2 separate regions of the Ovis aries genome follow, and region 2 is linked to region 1. A link is a contact called in public Hi-C data. All regions are on one chromosome and are shown on one strand. The core of a region is the stretch at or near the end of the contact, and the rest is flanking DNA. Distances in the headings are between cores, read along the strand shown.

What was found. A called contact is a pair of places that touch in the nucleus more often than the background predicts.
Region 2: a contact with region 1 is called in a Hi-C map of tail adipose tissue, with 4 times the contacts expected there. The contact joins the enhancer-like site here to the promoter of CDKN1C in region 1. A contact is called at or near these places in 4 of 16 Hi-C or Micro-C datasets (hypothalamus, muscle and tail adipose tissue).

The regions. Positions count from the first base shown.
Region 1 is chr21:45,103,530-45,109,258 of ARS-UI_Ramb_v3.0, reverse strand. It overlaps CDKN1C (cyclin dependent kinase inhibitor 1C), which reads right to left and starts at 2,096. Exons shown (of 4, transcript NM_001142510.1): 1 at 2,034-2,096; 2 at 1,220-1,860; 3 at 547-683; 4 at 1-437. The coding sequence starts at 2,096. The coding sequence ends at 550.
Region 2 is chr21:45,282,679-45,288,407 of ARS-UI_Ramb_v3.0, reverse strand. The region is part of intron 10 of KCNQ1 (potassium voltage-gated channel subfamily Q member 1); the gene reads left to right. Among named protein-coding and RNA genes, the nearest start is that of CDKN1C, 180 kb to the right of the region's middle. Within about 2 kb of position 2,762, at least 19 of the 54 cell types and tissues checked have an H3K27ac peak or open chromatin away from gene starts, as enhancers often do. A contact at or near this core is called in tail adipose tissue, where this site is marked.

The sequences.
Region 1 (5,729 bases), core at 847-3,346:
AGTGAGGTGCCTTTGGCATAACCAATAACCGAGCTGCGGCGTGGCAGAGCGGCCCACGCCTCCACATAAATAGAAAATATAAGTTAGTATAACTTTAAAAACTTTTTGTACAAATATACAGGGTTTTTTTTCTTTTTTCCTTTTTTTTTGTCTTTTTCATTTTTTTTGCACTGAGTTTCAGCAGAGATTAAACATTTTATATAAATGACTCTTAAAGCTTTACACCTTGGGACCAGTGTACTCCTTGGGCAGAATACATTTAGATATAAAAGACGTTATTAATACATTGCACAGTTGTCAAACTTTAAACACGAAACCGAACGCTGCTCGCGGCAGCTGCCGCCGGTTGCTGCTACATGGACGGTCCCAGCCGAGGCCCAGCGCTCCTCTCCTGTCCGCTGCCCAACGGGCTCCGTCAGGGCTCTTTGGGCACGAGGCTACGGGAGAGAAGTTCGGTGAGCGAGGGGCGACACAGGGGCCTCGAGGACCGCGCGGGGCGCCCCGCCCCACCCCACCCCCACCCCCCGCCGCGGCCGCCGCCCTCACCTCTCATCGCAGCCGCTTGCGCGGGGTTTGCTCAGCCGAGCCGACGGCTGGAGCGGCGCCAGGCGCGGCGCATCCCGCGGGAACCTCGTTCGACGCCTTGGCTTCGGGCGCGGGTCTCTTGCGCTTGGCGAAGAAGTCTGAGGGCGACAGCACGCCTAGCCGGTCATGGCGGGGCGGGCCGGGGAGTCTGAGAAGGGGCCTGAGCGGCGTGGGGGGGGCGCGCGGGCGGCTGCTGGGCCGCGGTGGGGGCGCCGTCCCCGCCCGCGCCGAGGTCCGCGGCGGGTCAGCTTTGTTTACGTCGCCGCGCAATGCGCTGTGTAAGCATTTCCCCTTGTCCCGCGGCCAAGCCCCCCGGGGCTACCGCCGCGCTTAACCCCCTCCGCGCCGCGATCGGGGCGCCGGGCCGCGCCCGAGGAGGGGCTTCGGCGGCCTCGGCGAGGATCGTGCTCGGAGGGGACCAGGGCGCGCCCTCCCAACCCTCCCGGGCGAACCTCTCGAGAGCACGACCACAGGGTGGGGACGGGGTGCAGGGGCAGCCTCGCCGCGCGCGCTGCGGGCCCTTTAACGCCACGGAGGAGGCGGGGACCAAGCGAGGCCCCCGAGGGCCGGGGAACCCGGCCGGCCGGACAAAGCAGGGCCGAGCCGGGCCGGGGCGGGGCCGCGCGGGACTCACCGGAGATGAGAGGCCCGGACAGCTTCTTGATCGCGGCGCCTCCGGCGGCGGCAGTGGTGGCAACAGCGGCGCCGCTGGCGGCGGTGTTGGTGGCAGCGGCGGCAGTGCCCGGCGCGGGGCGCCCCGAAATCCCTGAGTGCGGCGGCTCGGCCTGGGGCTCCTGGCCGCGCGGCGGAGGGACCGCCTCCTGCTCAGCGCCCTCCTGAGGCGCCGGGGCCGCGGCCTGGGCAGGCGCTACGGCCGGGCCGCTGGACGGCGACGCCGGCGCCTCCTCGAGGCCGTCGAGGGACTCATCGGCCGGCGGCCCGGGAGGCGGGCTATTGACCGCGCCGTCCGGGCGGGGACGAGGCGCCAGGAGCAGGCGACAGCGCCCCACCTGCACCGTCTCGCGATAGAAGGCGGGCACGGAGTCGCTGTCCACCTCGGTCCACTGCAGGCGCCCGGGGCCCCGCAGTGGCATGTCCAGCTGGAAGTTGTAGTCCCAGCGACGCTGGTCCTCGGCGCTCAGCTCGGCCAGGCGCATCTGCAGCTCACGGCCCAGCTCCTCGTGGTCCACGGGCCCGAAGAGGCTGCGGCAGGCGCTGGTGCGCGCGATCATGGGAAAGGTGCGGCGGGCGACCAGGCGCTCCATTGCCAATGCTCTGCGGAGACACACGTCGGACGTGTCCGGGGTCTGCGGGGGCCGGGAGGCAGGAGAGGAGAGGAAAAGGAGGAGGGGAGGGAAATAGGGCGGGGGCCGCGCGCAAGTGAGACCCCGCGCAGCGGGAGTCTGCGTTTGCACAGGGACGCGGCGGGAGTGTCCCGCGGCGGCTACCTGGCTGTCGGGCCGCTGACTGCTCCTGAGGCTCGCTCGCGGTGTCGTCCGGCCGCTGGCCGCGCCCCCTCTGTGCCTGTCCTCGCTCGCTCGGCTGGCTCTGGCCTGGCTGGCACCCACCGAGCGCAGAGCACTTGGCCTGTGGAACGCCCAGTCCTCGCGCGCCCCTTTATACGCGAGGGTCCCACCCCCCCCGCGCGCGGGCCCTGATGCAATTAGCATAATGTAGTATTTTCAGTTTCAACAACACCGCGGCGATTGGCCGGCGCCGCGCTACCCCCGCCCCTCCGGCGGCCCGGCCCCCGCCCGCCGCCCATTGGCCCCGCGCACACACCCACCCGAGGGCGGGGCGGGGCGCGAGGGCCGATTGGCAGGCCGCGGGGCGCGCGCGGCGGCGGGGGTGGGGGCGGGGCGCGGGGCGGGGCCGGAGTTAAAGGGCGCTGCGGGCGGTAACGTGACACCGCGGCGCCCCGCCCCCTCGCCCCATCCCCCCGGCCCCCCCCCCCCGCTCCCGCCCCCCGCCGGCTCCTTTGTCTGCGAGGCGGGGGCTGCTAGGCGATGGTGGCGCGGGACCCCCCACCCCACCCCAGCCTGCGCGCCCTCTCGGGCTTGGCGGGCGACGACCCCCGGCAGGACCGGCGTGCAGCCTGGCCCAACTGGCCCCCCGGGGGTCTTCCAGCCCGGCCGCCTGCGCTCGGCCTTGGGCCTCCGGTGCCAGTTGACGGGCCTTTAAGCCGCCGCGGACGGCTCGTCTCTGACTGGAGCTAGAGGGGGTCTTCGGCTGCCCCCGCGCGGCCAGCCACGCCCAAAGCTTGTGTCCCTGCAGGGGTTCCGCGCACCTAGAGCGCTAACACCCGTAGACCGGAGGCCTTCGCGCTAACAGGAAGAGGGAACTGGGGGACCCGGCGGGGGAAAGCTCTGCTCCCCTGTTTTCTCCGAGGGCAAAGTGGCGGACACCTTGAGGGCCAGCTGTAGTCGTCTGGGGCCAGAGTCTGAAGACCCTAGCTCTTGAGGCCACCCACCCTGCTCCGTGGATGGGAAACTGGCTGTGCCCATCACCACGTCACTAACTGGGTGCTCAGCTGCATAGGGCTTGGCCAGGGGCGGGGGGTCCAGACTGCCCAGGCTGGTTGGCTAGAGGCTGTAGTGCTCGACAGTGGGCAGGGCACTGGAGGCTTCTCCACTGGGGTGGTCTGGCCCTGCCCAGCCTGGGCCCCTGACTGCCTATGCTGAATGCTGACCCTCTGGGCCAACCCTATCTCTGTCACCAAGGGAAACCCCAAATTACGGGCGGGCAGTCAGCTCTGCTCCAGAGCTGCACCTCTCTTCCTCCATCCTGGAAGGCTGGCACCCCTTCATTTGCACCCATAAACACTGTTAGTTGAAAAGTACACCCCTAAGAATGCTAGTGTGCCGAACCACAGTGGCAGGCCGAGAGGCCAGCCCAGAAAGGGAAGGCTCTGCCAAGCAGGGTCATGACCGCCCGCCTCCCACTCCTTGGTGCTCTCTGAGCCGGGTCACAGGAGACCATCGCACTCATCTGCTTCGCCTTGGCCCAGCCCGTCTTGGGGCTGAGAGCCTAGGAAGTGCCTCCTGCAGCCCAGGCAGGGATGTGACCTGCCAGGTGCCTGCTGCAGGGCCCAGCAGAACCCGGGGGAGCCCAGGGCCCAGTGAAGGAGGTGAGAGGAGGCTGGCCCAACCCCACCTGTCTGCCTCCCCTGTGGGTTCCGGGACACTCGGGGAATTACACTGCAGACGCCCCGGAGGTGGCTCAGGGGAGGCAAGGTTTGAAGGGAGGGGCATCAACCCAGCTGAGGGACAGGGCAGGTTACCACTCTTGGCTCTGGAGAGCAAGACCAAAGGTGATGCTTTGTGTCAATTTCTTTATTCTTTGTTGTACACTCTAGTCCAAATTTCCCACAGCAAGTACAGACACTACACGTTTTTACCTTCGGGAAAATAAAAAACAAGATGACAAAGGCTGCCCTGGCCCTGTGGATCCCTTGGGCGGGGCTCGTGTCTCCCAGCCTGGGCCTCGCCCCACCCGAGTGCCACGGCCGCGCCAGCCTCCCCAGAGGCCGTATGCACAGATCACAGCAGGCAGTGAACACACAATGCGGAACCGTGTGCCCTCGCCCCGAGGATTTCCCACTGGGTCAGGATGCCCCGGCTCCAGCCATCCAGGAAGACAGGCCAGGGAAAGGCCAGCCCCCAGCCCAGGCGTTGTCTCCAGACTGTCTCCTTTTGAGAAGCCGCCACCCTCCCAGCCCCGCTCTGGACCCCCGGGGACTGCCTCCTGGTGTGAGCACCTGCCTGCCCAGGGCCCCACAGGGCTAAGGCCTAGCACGCGCCTGGTAGATTATCGGGATCTGGTCCTAAACCAGGCCTCCACGTGACCCGCCCTCTGCATGCACCGTCAGAGGACGGCGTGGGAGGGCCGCCCCACCCACTTCGGGGCACACAGGACACCTCCACGGGTGCCAGCTGAGTCCAGGCAGGTGGGCCCCAGGGCCTCCACAGTGACAAGCCCAGCAGCCTGTGACTCAGAGCCTGATCTCCACGGACGGGGGTGGGTGTGCCATCTCGCCAGGTCACACAGCGCCACAGCCGTGGAGCCCTCGGGCACCTGAGCCCTGGGCAGGATGGTTCCCGGGGGCCCCCCTCGCTGAGCCCCACCTGTCCTACAGGGGAGGGAGCAGAGAGCAGCCAGGCTTCTGACTTCCTACTGAACACTTCTCCAGGGGCCGTGGGGACACCTCCTCTCTGGGCCACCTTGTTAGTGCAGGGAGGTGATTTTCTGAGTCTGGGATCTAGAATTTGACCCAGGGTGGTACCCACTGGCCTACTGAGCCTGCTGGTCCCAGGAGTGGGCTAGATCCCTCCCTGAACCTGGGATGGAGGGTAAGGGGGAGCTGAGCTCTGCCCTGAGAAGAGGCCCACAGCCTCTGAGAGCGAGCATCTATCTAGGTACAACAACCAGGCTCTACTTTTGTAATTAAAAATGTAGCCGAAGGAAGAGAGCAAGTGAAAAGGAACAAGGTTTGTACAGACATCAGAACTGGGAGGGGTGTGGCTACTCTCGCCCCCAAATCCTGCAAGAGGGGAGGGGAGCAGAGCCTGTTTACAGCGGGGAGGACGGGGTGAGGGGGCCGGGGTGGCAGGCCTAAGCACCGGGCCCCCTGCTGGCATCCTACATCACTGTAGCTCTCGCCTGGGCCAACCGAGGAAGGCACAGGAAAAGCTGCGAGCTCACCAAACCTCTGCCTTCTGCTCCAAGCACACTGAACCACGTGGTTCTCCTCAAGCCCTTAGCGGCCGGGAGTGGGGGCAGGGGGAGGCTACAGAACGTGGGCAGGGGCCGCTTCCCCACCAGGCCCACAGGGCAATCCTCCGCCTCGGGGCAGGAGCCCCGAAAGCCCCCCCAGCGTGGGACTCCCCCCGCCCCAGCAGCGCCCTCTGCACACCCACCTGGCCATCTTGGGAGTGTGAAATGAACTTTATAGCATCTTCAGCCACTGTGAAAATGAGGGGTGTCTGTGACAGACACTGGTTCCCCCACTCCCATAGATGGCCCGGGTATACCCAGGTGGGCACAGTCTAGGTGAGGAGCGAAGGCTGGGGAAGATCCAAGGGCCTGCTCCCGCTTAGGTGGTCAAGGCCCCGGCGGGGTTTAGTCCTCACAGAGGCCCACAGGCA
Region 2 (5,729 bases), core at 1,513-4,012, 180 kb before region 1:
ACCCCGCTGGAATATGTGCTTGTACTATCGTGTGTTTTAAGCATTTCTTAGTTTTAAATTCTAAGAAGGTAACTATCAGCAGATGCAACCCATATTAACAAAAGCTCTTGAGGGACTTCAGTAATTTTTAAAAGTACAAAGGGTCCTAAAACAAAAATGTTTAAGAACCCTGACACAAACAATCTATCTTCGATCAGCAGTTTTGTCTTTCTCTTTAGCTCTCTCCTTACATTTCTTTTCCTTTTCCTATATCGAGGGATGGCACCCTAAGTGTACTCCTTATCTTAAAGGAACTACACACTTTTGTTTTCTCTGCTGAGTTTGTTGAAAAGTAAAGTTTCTGTATATGACTTGTATCATTTTAGTGAAGTTCCCTTCTAGTCTTAGCTAGTTAAGTGGTGCCCTCCCCCAAATCATAAAAAGCATTAAGCTTTATCAGATAGTTTTTCTCCCTCTATTGAGAACCATATGGTTTCTCTCCTTTAGTTTCTTAATGTGGTGAATTACATGGATAGAATTTCTGATACTGGATCATCTTTGCATTCCTAGGAGAAATCCCACTTGTTTAAGAATTGTTTAATATACTGTTGGATTCAGCTAGCTAATGCTGTACATGGGAGTTCTGCATCTATGTTCATAAGGGAAATAGTTCATAATTTTCTTGTGCTTTCCTTATTTAAATTTGGACATGCTCTGATTCACAGTTTAAAAAGATCCCTCTAGCTGGAGCATAAATCCTGAAACAGGCCCACTTTTCCCTTCAACATGTTTGGAAACACATTAAAATAGAACTGTAATCAAGCAACTCAATCCTTAAATTTTTCTCCTAGTGAGTATCTGGAAAACAGGTGCAGAAATGGATCATTTGAGACACCATAGAAATCTGGTTAATCCTGCCTGCCTGCTTTCCTTCAAGGAGTATTGCCTGAGCAAGGTTGTGTATCAGGCTCCTGGTTAGGCAGTGGAGAATGGACCAGAAATGTCCCTTCTGGGAGCTTTCTGCCCAGACAGGGGTGAGTCAACCAGGAAAGGGACTGAGAAACACACCTCAAATGCAGTTTTTACTATTACTAGCAACATTCTTGCTAGTACTCAATCTAGGTCAAAAGTGGATGAATGATTCTCTCTCATCCCCAGAACAGTCCTATGGAAAGGCACTTAACCTCTATTTTACAGAAAAGGCACCAGCGGAGCAGTAAGGGGTGGCAGTGAGACTGTCCCAGCTACTGCCCACACTGAAACCCCTGACCCGAGTCATCAACCTCCAACGCCACAACTTCTGTGGCCACAATTTCTATTCCCTCCTCCCACCTCACCCCAACCCAACCTGGACCCGAGATCCTGACCCCAACATCGGGACTGACCTTTGACTCAGAATTTCCACTGCACCTAGAAACCTCGACCTCAACTCTTGGCTCGGATTCCCAGCCTGGACTTCTAACCGCAACTCCGATCTCCGACTCACAACCCCAAATCCCAACCCGGACAGAGATCCCTGCCTCGGGCTCGAATCCCCAACTGGGACGCCCGCCCTGGAGCGCTTCCAGGGAAATCGGATCCCGACTCGGCCTCCAGGGTGCCCATCATCAGCCCCGACCCTGGACTCAGAACCACAGGGCGGACACCACACACTCAACCCTGACCCCCGCCCCAGCCTCGGACTCTGGACTCAACCCGGTTCTCTCCCAGGCCCTCGCCCCCCAGGTCCCCGACGTAGACCGTGAGGCGGACTGCGGACCCCTGACTCGGACCCCGCACACAGAGCCCTGACGCGGACTCAGCTACGCCACTCAGAATTCCCATCTCAACGCGCGGACAGACCCCGATCCGATCACGGACTCGGAGCCCCGACCCGCACCGAGACCGGGACTCGGACCTGGGTCCCCGAAGCAGAACGGCGAGGCGGCCTCCAGTCACAGGTCCCCTCCCATCCTCGATCCGCCGTCCCTGACTCGGAAGCACGACGCGCTTCGTGCTCCCACGTAGGCGCACAGCGAGGCGACCGTGGCGACCCAGCCGCCTACCACCCACCCACGAGACACTGAGCTCACCTCAGCTAGGCGGCGACTGCCAGTCCCCGCGCCGCCAGGCGGACCGCGCCCAGAGCACTGCGAGCCCAGACGGCCGTGAGGAGATCGTGGCCACGAAGACGGCGGCACTGAGGTGAGCGCAGCCGTGCGGAGCGCGGCCGGAGCGGCGTCTCGGTGAGGAGACCGCGGCACTGAGGTGAGCGCAGCCGTGCGGAGCGCGGCCGGAGCGGCGACCGCGGCACTGAGGTGAGCGCGGCCGGAGCGGCGTCTCGGTGAGGAGACCGCGGCACTGAGGTGAGCGCAGCCATGAGGAGCGCGGCCGGAGCGGCGACTCGGTGAGGAGAGCGCAGCCTGCGAAGTGCGCTGAGGGGAGAGCGGCGTGAGGAGCACGGCACTGCGGTGACTGCGGCTGTGGAGTGCGCGGCCAGAGGAGCATCTTGAGGAGACGAGCGCAGCCTGAACAGAGCGCGGCCCAAGGACCGCGGCCTGAGGAGAGCCAGCTCGTGAAGAAGGTGGCCGCGAAGAGAGCACGGCACTGAGGGGACCCGCGGCCGGGAGGAGAGAGCTGCGCGAGCTCCTGCGCGTGCCAGGAGCAGCGACCGTCTACGGAGTGGCTGCGGTGGCCCCCGACTGGGGTAGATGTGGCAGCCACCCCGCAGCTGATTGGATAGCCTGCGGGGGCGGGCGTGCCACGTGCCGCTGCGCGGATTGGCCGCGGTGTGGAAAGCGGTGTGCCGCGCTCTGCCATTGGCTGAGAGGGCTGATGCTGATGCCACCCGGGCTCGCATTGGCCGGGCGAGCCCAGCGCCACGTGCCACACCCCGCCCCGTCCGCCCAGACGCCTCTGCTGATCCACCCCCACCCCCACCCCACCCCCACCCCAGCGGTCGGAGCGTCCACCCTCGCGATCGGATTCTGTTCCCCGCCTGCGGCGCGCTCAGCGCCCAGCTTGCCCCTGATGGGTAGCCGTGCACCCCAGAGTGACCCTGAGGAGCGTCAGTGGCTTTCCACAAGGGTCTGGCCCTCTGTGCAGCCCTCCCCAGGGTCCGCGCAGGCAGGTGAACGGGGTGCGCGAGCTCCCGTGTGGCTGCCCGGGGAGAGCACCTCCCTCTCCCTCGGGGGTGGACCTTCCTTGGGAGCTCTGTTCCTCCGTCTTCAGGAGACCCTATGAGGAAGATGCCATGACTTGCCCAGGCTACCCTGTGGGAGTTGGCAAGGCTGAGGTGGCCCACGTGTTTGGCCTTCCTCTTGGACCCTGACTACTCTGTATGCGACCTCCTCCTCCTCTTCCTAGTTCTCCAGAACCTGAAGGGGGATCCTGGCTTTGTCTCTTGGCTGCCTCCCCTACCCAACCATCCTTCCACCCACCACCGCCACCACCTACCCATTGGCTCATCCATCCACCCACCCACTCTTTCCCTCCATCTTTCTTTCCCTCCATCCCTTCATCTTCATGTCTGTGGAGCACCTCCCTGGTGCCAGGCATCTGCCAAAACTGCAGTGAGAAACCCTGTCTTCATGGAGCTCTTGCTCGGCTGAGGTGTTACCAGCAAGCCTGGGGCAATATGAACCTCCCATTCCAATTGCAAAAACAGTCTGGTGACATGGAACTCTAAGGGTGTTCTCCGAAGTTGTTACCCCTGGCCTTCCACTCAGGGTTGAGTGGGCAGTTGTCCCCATACCCAAGGCCTGCAACAAGGCCGTTCATCTCAACTGCTCTGAAAAGAGCCAGGAATCTCTCCACGAGTGACGGAATCTGGTTTTATCTTAGGATTCAGGCCAGAGAGGAAAGGGAAAATGGTTTCGTCTTTTCAGGTGTTAACAGCTTGCTCTTGGACCTTCAGAAACTGACCAGATTGGCCATCTCCCTAGCCCCCTGATCTCCATCCCAGCCAAAAGCCAGGTTGGAGCACTTGATTCAGAGGGTCGTCCACCCTTGCTGGGAGGTCAGATACCAACCACCAGGGTCTCTGTACTCAGAGGGTCCCATGCTTTGAGTTTAATACTCTTGTCACCATCTTGAAATTATTATTTCATTTTGAAACTTGTGTTTTATGAGGAAAGTCTAAGGGGACAACAGAGCAGGCTCCAGGGGCTTGGAGTCTAGGTTCACAGTGGTGCCACCCCACTCTCTGGCCTCCTATGCCTGCTCTGCCTCTGTCTCCCCACTCCCCAGGGGTGACCCTCTTCGCTGGCGAAGAGTGGCAGAGAGGGACTGGCATCCTGGGCCGCAATCTGCCGTGCTGAGACCCCTACTTGAAAGATGGAGGTGTTGCTACCAGCCTCACAAAGCTGAATAGAGAGAACACACAGAGAAGCAGGGAAGAACAGCAGGCCCAACATGCCCCCAGGCAGCAGCTCTGACTGTTGCGAGCAAGCAGGATCCGGTCCAGACCTCTGCCTCCGGGCCTCCCACAGCTCTCTGTGGGAGGTAGGGCCCCTTCCCCGGACACCTTGAGGTCTATCCCTACGTACCCCCACCCCAAAATATCAGGGGCGCAGGAGCCCCAGGACTTCAGAGCAATTTCAGAGATTTCAACAGAACAAAAATCCCTGCCTGTGTGGGGTTTACATTCCAGAATGAAAGACAGAAAAGAAATTCTCCGAGTGCTCTGGACATTTTCCTTTGTCAGAACCGGTGATCCCTGGGTTGCTTTCCTTAGCTCTGTCATAGGAAGTACCAGGTTTGACCCCTCTAGTCGTCACTCACGAATGCCAGCTTTTTCCCAACTTGTTGTTTTGGGGTTTGCTTTTAATCCAAGGATGTTAAGCATGAGATGAAAAGTCATGTAAAACAAATCCACTTAAAATGGTGCCCACCTCTTCCCAGCAAAGACTAACAAAGCACGCTGATTAGACTTTCATCTTGAAAGCTGATGCTTTTTCACTGCAGTTAATTTATAAGGTTATGTGAGCTTCTGGTGTACAGCAAAGTGGTTCAGACGTGTGTGTGTGTGTGTGTGTATGCTCTTTTTCGGATTCTTTTCCATTATAGGTTATTACAAGATACAGAGTATAGTTCCCTGTGTTGTACAATAGGTCCTTGTTGTTTATATATTTTAAATATAGTAGTTCTATCTGCTAATCTCAAACTCCTAATTTATCCCTCCCCTGCTTCCCCCTTTGGGAACCATAAGTTTTGAAAACTGATTTTTAAACATCCTTAAAATGGAGTTGACTTGACCTTATGGCTCACAAACATGGGCTTCTAACTGTGTGCCTGGGTGGGGCGCATGGCAGGAGTGGCTCAATCCGCGCCTGCGTGGTTTCCCGGGACGGGGCTCGCCCGGTGCGCCCTCTCACCTCCGGCCCTGAGGCCGCAGGCCCTCGGACTGTCCCCTCGCGGACCGGCTCGCGGAGGGACGCCGTGGGCACCGCATCTGTGTGTGGGCGGCCCTCCGGGGCCACGTTGCAGCCAGGCCGGGAGCCCGCTGCTGTCCTTTCTGGGGCAGGGGGGCTCCGCGTGCTCTCGCCACCGCCTCGCCGCACACGGGGCGCTGTCAATCAGCCAGGGCCGCCGCCAGCCCGCCGCACCTGTTGTGCGCCCCCCGGCCCCGCCTCCCCCGGTCCTCTGGGGGAGACAGAGGGGAAAACAGTCCGATACTGAGAGGGGTTTGTTGTCTCGTCGGGAGACAAGAGACACGTGGGAATTGGCTGAAGAAGCCTGTGAGGCTGGGCAGACTCCAGGCCAGCCCGGGA